Linked DNA regions of Zea mays: region 1 is linked to region 2. The links are chromatin contacts, called in public Hi-C maps. All regions are on one chromosome and are shown on one strand. Each heading gives the region's core, a stretch centred on a gene start, on an enhancer-like site or on the middle of the called end of the contact. The rest is flanking DNA. Distances are from core to core; before and after follow the strand shown. Region 1 holds the start of LOC100216757 (putative serine/threonine protein phosphatase superfamily protein). Region 2 holds the start of LOC100381687.

The links. Hi-C and Micro-C count contacts between places; a contact is called where the count stands out from the background.
Region 1: a Hi-C map of ear shows a contact between it and region 2, with 2.3 times the contacts expected there. The contact joins the promoter of LOC100216757 here to the promoter of LOC100381687 in region 2. A contact is called at or near these places in 3 of 25 Hi-C or Micro-C datasets (bundle sheath, ear and endosperm).

What each region holds. Positions count from the first base shown.
Region 1 is chr9:18,131,251-18,135,896 of Zm-B73-REFERENCE-NAM-5.0, reverse strand. LOC100216757 (putative serine/threonine protein phosphatase superfamily protein) reads right to left here and starts at 3,373. Exons shown (of 3, transcript NM_001143158.1): 1 at 3,057-3,373; 2 at 1-7. The coding sequence starts at 3,234.
Region 2 is chr9:17,620,466-17,625,447 of Zm-B73-REFERENCE-NAM-5.0, reverse strand. LOC100381687 reads left to right here and starts at 2,624. Exons shown (of 6, transcript NM_001351851.1): 1 at 2,624-2,797; 2 at 3,037-3,377; 3 at 3,470-3,546; 4 at 3,682-3,742; 5 at 4,085-4,253. The coding sequence starts at 2,746. It overlaps LOC100193140 (proteasome subunit alpha type), which reads right to left and starts at 1,767. Exons shown (of 1, transcript NM_001138298.2): 1 at 703-1,767. The coding sequence starts at 1,646. The coding sequence ends at 894.

The sequences.
Region 1 (4,646 bases), core at 2,124-4,623, 510 kb before region 2:
ACATCCCCTGCATAGTAAAGAAGTTAAATGATTATCATTATCCACATTAATGCATCCATTTTGTTAATTGACGAGTTTACAAAGCATGCACTAACATCAAGGTTACTGCAATGCACCTAACTATAAGACAATGAAATACTACCTCCGTTCTTAAATATATGACGCCGTTGACTTTTTTTGAAAACTTTGATCACTCGTCTTATTCAACAAAAACTGAAATATTATTTATTTTGTTATAATTTGTTTTATCACTTAAGGTAGTTTGAGCGTGACTTGAAATTTTAGATTTTCAAATAAGACGAGTGGTCAAAGTTTTAGTCAACGGTGTCATATTTTTAAAAACGGAGGGAGTATCTGCTAGTCGACTTAGCACACAAAGTAATCTTTGTAATCTATTACTGATACCAGATACCAATGCAAAGGTAGCTAGTATTCACTCCCTCCGGCCTGAAATATACTGTATTTCCATTTGTCTTAAGTCAACCCATCTCAAGTTTGACCAAATTTATAAAAAAGGAAAATATTTTTCACATCATCTAAGTCCCATTAGGAACATTACAGAATTTATTTTTATAACTTATCTTTTTGATGTGGAAGAAAGTAATGTGTTTCCCTATAATTTTAGTCAAACATGATGTCGGTTGACTTAGGACAGGTTAAAATACGCTATATTTCAGGATGGAGGGAGACCAATACCACCATAAACTAGATCGAAGGCAATTCAAATAGCAAAACAAAATTATGAAAGGATGTTCTTTGGACAGCGAGCCTCAGCTGTCCCAACAAAGAACCAAATATAAAATTTGTAGTTAAGTTGTTAAAAGAACTTTACACAAGTTTCACAAGACAGAATAGTTCCACATGGTGTTAACAGAAAAGCGCCACACCGGTTGAGATGGTTTGAACATGTTCAATGGAGACCTCTAGAGGCACCAATGATCCTAAACCACGATAGCAATAGCAATGGTAACTTGGTAAGAGAGGAGGGAAGGTCGAAGTTGAAATGTGAAGAGACAATTAAAGGAGATTTGAAAGAATGAAATATACCCAAACATTTAGCCTTGAATAAGAGCCATTGTTTTCAGATTGTCCGACTAATCGCGATTAGTCGGGCTGATCGGTACTCAGTGCTCAATAAGGGGGTTTGATTTGATCAGGTGATCTGATCGTCCATATCGTTCGACTAGTCAGCGATATGTAGCGATTAGTCGTCTGGTTAGCGATCAGTCGCGTTAATTACTCAGGGTTCAGACTTCAGTTCATACTGCTGTTCAGTTCAGACTTCAGTTCATAGTTTCAGACTTCAGTTAAGACTTCAGACTTCAGATGTATGAACTCATATAGGTGTTGCCTTCTTGGTCATGGTGAAGTTGTAATTGCAGTTTCATAGTTTCATATAGACTTGTTGCTGGAGATGTACTGCTGTCTTGGACTATTGAAGTATTCATGCTGCTGTTTTGGACTATTTATACTGCTGCCTTGTCTATACTTGTGCTTGTCCTGAGCAAGTCTCTATACTATATAAGTACATATCTATAGATAGTGTTATATATGTCCTGGAAATACACAGGGCGACCAGGGGGGACGATTAGAGTTGATCAGGGGCGACTAATCGCACTGATCGTCGCCTACTCGTGACTAATCGTCTGATCGCGCAGTGGCATCGATCAGACGATCTGAAAACAATGATAAGAGCGCATGGAAAACATCTATCCATGTGTCTAACCTCTGATTTGTGGTTCTAGACTGCCCCAATTTCCTTAAGACCAAAAGGCTTTGTTGTTGTTGTTGGTTGGCTGGCAAATATTAAACATGCACCATGATTACTGACTAGGGGTGATGACCCTCTGATTGAGTTTTGACATATTTCTGTCTAGTATAGTGGGTAAATAGCATAGCACTCAAACAATTTCATCTTGAGGCAACATTATGAATACTTGTTGGGTTGGCAAGGTAAGCCATTTTTATCAATCCTGAAATGCATGATGCTACACTGCAGAAATTATAAATGTACACAATATCAAAGTCAAGGGATAGTTCCTATATGTGACCTATAAAGGTAGACAAACTATGTGTTCACAACACCACATTTTTTCTTCCAAGTCATAATCTCCCTGATATTTAGGGCTTGTTTGGTTTGTGGCTAACTGTGCCCCACTTTGCCTAAGGTTAGTCGTTCGAATTGAATAACTAACCTTAGGCAGAAAAGTTAGGCAAAGTGTGGCAATTGGGGTAACGAACCAAACATGCCCTTATTTTCTTCGCTAAATCACTACCTCACTTTTACTTGGCAACCACAAAAAGCACGTGAACCAACGTTTGTCGTACCCCTCTCGCCATACACACACCATGATCCGATCTAATCTCTACGCAGGTAGTGACGGGAAGGTCTGGTCATCGACTCCGATCTTCGAACTGCTACCCTGATGGCATCTAACCCCAATCCCAAAGCTATACTCTTATATTGTACAGTTTTTAGTGGCTAGGGTTACAAACTAAGGTCGTAAAAATCTAACAGTGGTACCAGAGCTAAGGTTTTGGGCTCGGATCCTAACCCTAGATGCTAATTTCCCTTCGATTTTGGGACAAATCCGAGTAAAGCCCTTCTCAAGTATTGGATTTGTGTTCCTACCCAATTAAAACAAGTAGAAGAGGAGAAAGAAACCCCAACCGGCATCCCCATTTTCCGGTCCCAAACCCTGACCCTAAGATGTATAAATGTTTACAAACACTGTTAACATAATTTTCTATGATCTTATTTTTTGACTGTTACTACAGTTCTGCAAGAGTTATATTACCAGCATACTCGAAAAAGAACATGCTTCTATTTATGGTCACAAACGTGTATTTGATATTGCGCGCAGGGCGTTCATCATTTACTAGTAACAACTAATCTTGGCGAGGCCATCCCAATAACAAAAGCCACGAGAGAAGCACAACCCGATACGGCTGCGTCTGTCAAAAAAGTTTGCGCGGAACAGACGAAAAAGACGAGGCCCCCAACAGGTTAGCACATGCTTAGTCACGTATCATGGTTGTCGGGATGGCGCTCTTACCGCATATCTTGATGGGGGCCTCGAGCTCCAGGAGGTTGGGCTGGGAGAGGAACACATCCTTGGCGGCGGCGCAGAGGCGCCGGATCTCAGCGTCGGTCACCTGCGCGTTGCGCGGGGTGCGCCCGCCGCGGGCCTCGAGGAGCCGCCGGATGAGGTCGTCGACCGCCGCCTCGTCCATCGCCTCGCCTGGAAGGGAACGGGATGGGAAGGAAATCCCAGCTCAACTGCCGCCGCGTCGCGCCGCCCCTGGCGGATAAACCCTCGCTCAGAAATAGAAGCCGCTAAAACCCTAAAGTCTCTTTGCCGATCAACGGGAAGACGACTCGGAGAAAGGTACCGAAGAGGGGATTGTGGATTTGTGCCTTTGTGGTGGGGTGCTGGGTCGCTGGAAGTACTCCTGGAAGTCGGTGGTTTATGGGATTGTTGCGTTTAATTTGGACTAGCGTAGCGCTTGGATACTTCGGTCGAGTTGGGTTTGGGCTGGGCCGACGTCAGCCTGCTCTAGTTGAAAATTAGAGGCGGCGCCGCACTACAGTCGAGCTGGTTTTGGGGGTCGACGTCAGCCCGCTCCATGGATGATGCATCAAAGCTGTTGGAAGTTCACGTGTTTGCTCCTTTTTTTTTCAAAAGTATAATAATAAAGGTATAATTTTACCATTGATCATAATCATCGTATTTCTTCACGTGGACGTATCCGCACCCATGTTGGGTCTGTTTAGTTCAGCTTTTTTAAATAAATTTTTATGAGAATCTGGTTAGGAAGAATCCGATGGCAGAGCATCGTGAAGATTATATATAGAGAAATATAAAAGAGTTCATATAGTTTAAGATGTGGAATTGATGGTTTTCTACTATCTCAACGACTCGGTCTATTCTATGTTCACGTTGATTTTGAACAGTTTTCTGTTAAAGTGATTCTCATAAAAACTGACTAAAAAATTAGACATTTGGCAGTCTGCATTATTTTATGGTGGCCAAAACCTGAAAAGGCTAAAACAAAACTAGGGGTCTTTCTAAATTTCATCCTTTAAGTTATCGTTTGAGAGTCGTTTGTATAAACCCACTTTATATATCTTTTCAGTCTTCAACCACTTTTCTATATACTGTTTGCACTATAGAGTCATTTTCGTTTTCTATTTTTGACTAGCGATAAACCAAAAATAGAAGATGTCTATATTTAGACAATCATTTAAATAAGATGTTAAATTGTATGCTTTTACAAATATCTCTATTCACATTAATTAAAAAGAATATAGAGGGTCTTTTAGAGTCGCTAAGAGCACTTTGAAGAGTTTCCGAAATTCAATCTCCATCTAAATGTTTGGTTGGTAAGATTGAAAAAAGTTTGTTCTTTAATAATTCTATATCATAAGAGCGTGAATCCTAAACACATCTTTAATAATAAAAGGAAGTTTTTTTAATACGATGCACTATATATTATAGTATCTTCGTTGTTTTAGCTATAGATTTTCATGTCCATATTCATATAGACGATTGCAAATAACATATATATAACATATATATTAATTATTGTATGACTTCAATAATAAGGTAAAATAAATTTAATTTGAGACGGAGTGAGTAAAGTAG
Region 2 (4,982 bases), core at 1,375-3,874:
CAAACAAACAACACAGATTATTAGATGGACTATATATAATCTAGATGCCTAGATTATGATAACCGATAAACAGGTCATTAGGTGCTTATATAATCCATGAGCAGGTATATATAATCCTAGAAGGAAACAAACAAGCCCTTAGTCGTGAGAGAACTATAACTGGAACCTCTCCTAAAAAATAGCATTGAATACTGAACATATGGTTGACATCAAACCATATAGGTAATATAAACCAGACAGAACACCACAAAAATAGCTGTTTCTAAGCACAATTGACAATCAGCTATATGAAGCATGGTTTTTTATTTGGGATGAACAATTATATGATCCTGATGCATTGTATTGTCATGTTCTGGTCATACAAATGGTTCTTAACATTTTCACCACAGCACCCTCTGTCAGTGTCACCACAAGTCCTAATGGCAAACAACAATTCAAGCACAACATAAGAATGAAGATAATCTGAAAGACGTAGAATACCTTATTATTTTGCCTTGTTTCCAGAACACAATCAATGAAAGCACTAGCGTCATCTAGAGGCCTAAACTATAATAGTTACTAGAACACATAAGCAGTTCAAAATTTTGCCATGGTCACTAAATACAGTCGGTATCATCCAGATGCGTTAGATCCAAACCTAATTTTGCCTGTTCCATTATCCCACATGCTCCCTAATCACGACAATAATCAAGCAGAGCAGATAGAAATCAACAATTTGCAACCAGTTCAAGGCAATCCACAGTTACAGATGAAACATTAACGTATCTAGGATGCTCAACATAAAATTAGACCACATAATCGTCGAATATTCAAGTTCACACAACTGAAGCACAAATGCTTAAACCATCTCTAAGAGCAGTAGTAGGCATCACAAGCCACAGCAAAACAGAGCATTATGCCTCGGGTGTTGGCTGTGTCAGGCCGGACTTTGCAAGCAGCTTCCCCAGCGCTTCAGGAGAGCACACCTGGTACTGTACCTCCCCGGAGCCCGGCTGCAGAAACACCTCGGCCAGCTCCAGCTTCTCGGCAGTCAGGCTGGTGGAGTCCATGGTCTTGCTGAGGACCTTAAGCGCGAGGGCGACGGCCTCCTCGCGGGTCAAGCCGTCCTTGTAGTCCTGCTTGAGCATGGACTGCGCGGCCTGGCTGTTGGCCCCAACAGCGGCGGCCTTCCACCCGCCGTAGTTCCCGGATGGGTCGCTCATGTAGAGCTGGAAGCCGTGGTGCTTGTCCCACCCGGCGAATAGGAAGGAGACCCCGAAGGGGCGGAGGCCTCCGAACTGGGTGTATCCCTGCTTGGTGTCGCAGAGGGACTGGACGAGCTGCTCGACGGGGATGGGTTCCTGGTAGGAGAGCGCGTAGCGTTGGGCGTGGAGGCGGGCGGTGTTGATGAGGATGTTGGCGTCGGACATGATCCCGGCCACGGCGCACGCCAGGTGGGAGTCGATCTTGTACATCTTCTCGGCGGAGCGCGAGGTCTGGAGGAGCTTGGAGGTCACCTTCTTCTCGCCGACGAGGACCACGCCGTCGGCCGCTAGGATCCCGAGGGCTGACCCGGCGTTGCCGATCGCCTCCATCGCGTACTCCACCTGGTAGAGACGCCCCTCCGGCGAGAAGATCGTCGTGCGGCTGTCATAGCGGCGAGACATCGCGGCGGCGGCGGCGGCGAGATGGGGTTTGCGTTTGCTGGATTGGGGGTGGTGACGGCGAGATTGGGGCTTGCGTTTGTGGAAATTGAGGGGGAGGCGACTCGGGAGGATTAACACCGCGAGATCTACTTGTGAGAGAAGAAAGGGGACGGACTCGCTGCGTTTAGCCCATCCGAACCGTCGGTCCCTCCGCTTTTGCTTTGTGGCCGTTGGATCTCTCGTGGTTTCCAGCCGGGCTAAGACTTACAATTTACCTAATTTTTTTTTGGCTAATGTTAGTTTTTCAATTTTAACGACTAATTTTAGATAAAGTGTGACACAGGTAGTCACGAACTAAACAGACTCTATCTCTAACATCCATGTCTTATCGTCTATTTTCAAACTTTTCTCGTTAAATAATGTCATTTACAATTTTATTATGTCCCTTTATTTTCACATTCTACTAGACACGGTCTAAAAATTTGTTCGTATGCGTAAGTCCATGTTTGTCACCTCAAAATGAAACAGTATTACATGATTACAGGTCAGGATTCCATTGGCGTAACCTGCTCGACACGGATTAGGGGAGGCCACCATTCGATATGGGTTCATTGGGGCTGTGTCCATTGAACTCAAACACTAGCAAATAGGCACGGATCAAGTGGTTTTTACTTGTTGTAAATATATTTGTGAATCAGCTGATCTAATAATCATTAAAAAAATAATTCTGATTTAATCTAATTCGTCGGTGGATCAGATTAGGTTTAGGGCATGATTTCTAACTCGTGGCCAAACTCAACACGAAAAGAACGAAGTCGACTCAAAAGTGCTAAAATCACGGCATAGAGGACGGGGAAGCGTGCAATGTTAGATGGGCCGGGTCTGGTTTTCAGCCCACCTGAGTTTTTAGGGAGCACGAGAAACCCTTTACGCTCTCCATATGAATAGAAAAGAACCCCTTTGCGCAAGGCAAACCCCCACCCAGCTCACCTCGGCGATGGCATCGGCGGCGGCCGTGGAGTGGGAGGCGGCGGCGCGGAAGGTGCTGGTGGCGCGCAAGCCCTGCTTCGGGCTACCTACGGCCTGCCCAACCTGCCTCCCCGTGCTCCTCTACCTCCGCATGGCGCAGGTTCCCTTCGACATCCACGTCGACACCTCCTTCCCCGATGCCGGTGAGCTCCCCGCGCTCATGCGTAGTCTTATCATATTATCCTGTATCTACTTAGATCCGCTATGCTCTTTGCTGCTGGCGTCTCCGCTTGTCCGGGTAGATGATCAAAAGTACAAAACTGCTAGATATATGTGGCAAGGTCGCTGCATTGATGTGCTGGGACCTATATGTGGGTTGAGCTAGAGCGAGAAGGGAGAAGGTTGCTTTGCTCTCACACCGGTTTTTTTTGTTGTTGCACAGATCACATACCATATGTTGAATTTGGGGATTGCGTGGCTTTCAACAACGAGAAAGGAGGCGTAATTGAGTATCTCAAGGATGAGAAAATTGCTGACTTGAACTCAAATCACCCAAATATTTCATCCACCACTGTGCTAGATACAAAGGCCATGGTTTCGTCCTGGCTTGCTAATGCTTTGCTGTATGAACTCTGGGTGGTTAGTGCTGGAAGCATTGCAAATGATATCTACTTCTCTGATCTCCCTTGGCCCATTGGAAAGATACTCCATTGGAATAAAACTAGACATGTGAAGCAGCTACTTGGTATAACAAAGCTCAATGCTGCAGAAAAAGAAGAGGAGGTTTGCTACTCCCTACCTATTATTGTCCTAGCCTTTTTTTGTTTTTTGGTTGACACATTAGTAGCTTGTAATGCAATTTTCTATTTAAACAGATATACCTGAAGGCAAGTGCTGCTTATGACTCATTGTCTTTCAGATTAGGGGATCAAGTCTTTCTATTTGATAATAGGTACACTTCAATTAACTTGTATCCAGCATATTTCTCTGTACTTTGTGTTAGGTTTTTATGCTTGCTGACACTTATATTTTTGTTCTGCTACGCCAAATTTGGAGCACTGATATTTCTTAATTTCTATTTATGAAGCCCTACAGATGTTGATGCTCTTTTCCTTGGACATGCTCTTTTTGTCCTCAGTGCGTTGCCTGTAAGTTTCCCTCTATAGTTAGTTGTGTAACCTGAATGGGGATTTAGTTGCATTGAAAAATGATTGAAGCACAGATGCCTGATTGCACTTGCACATTCTCATGAAAGCGCCGTTTCCTGTTAGTAGTAACTATCAAGTAGCATACAAAATTGATTATAGTGCAGGTTCACATCTTTATAATGCTTCTTATGTTAGTAGTATTGGGATTGAGTTTTTCTATGCTATTAATTAAGAGTTTCCTAGCCCTAACCCTAAATCTGTCAAGCAAATGATCCAAAGCATCCTCAAATTATTTGTATATAGTTAGTTTCAGGGCATGTACTGATCTTACTCCTGCCTTAGGATACATCTGTGCTGAGGGGCACATTGCAGAAGCATGACAACTTGGTTAGCTTTGCTGAGCATCACAAGGTCCAGTTGCTGGAAACCTCATCATCGTCATCGTCAGGGTTAGGATCATCACCTAGCCCGTCATCATCCACCCCCAGGAGAAGACCATCTGCTGACCACAGTAAGCAAAACAGTCCGCATTACCCTGCTACTCAAAATTCAGAATTTGCTAGTTGTAGCATCTATACTTGGTTGGATAAACTGTTGTCAGGAACATTTGAATGATGTCATTTTTCTCTACCTGGCAGACCTTCCAGCTTATAAATATGATTTATCCTGTTCAACAAATTTAATACAAGGATGCATTACTCAAAATGTCATGTTAAATGAAGAGTCTGTGATCAGCTTGTGTTAGTTATTTGTTATGTATGTGCTATTGCCAATCACCAATTCACCATCATATTCATTTAATGGACTATTTACTCAATTCAACCTGCAATTCTGCAGTCTGCAGTTTACTCGTTGGCGATCATTAACTGTTTCACAAAACTGTAATTATTTGCAGGTAAATGTCAAGGAACTACAACTTCTGTGAAACTGGTCTCAAAAGCTGTAGTTCCTTGATAGTTAGGTGCATATATAACTCTAGTTTTCTGAAGTTAACTCTTTCACATTTGTGCATGATTGACTTACCCTTGTAGTAACTAAGAGTCTAGGACGTAAACATGAAAGACAACCTTCCTTGTAGTAACCACGAGTCTAGGACATAAAACTGCATTTCATTACAAAGTGAGGTGGTAACTGTGCTAATAATGTTTTTAGTGGACGGATCCTTTATGTAATCCTGGATCAGTGATAGCTCAAGCTGTATGTTGCTTCCTTTCATTGCATCACAATGCTGTCATGGAAG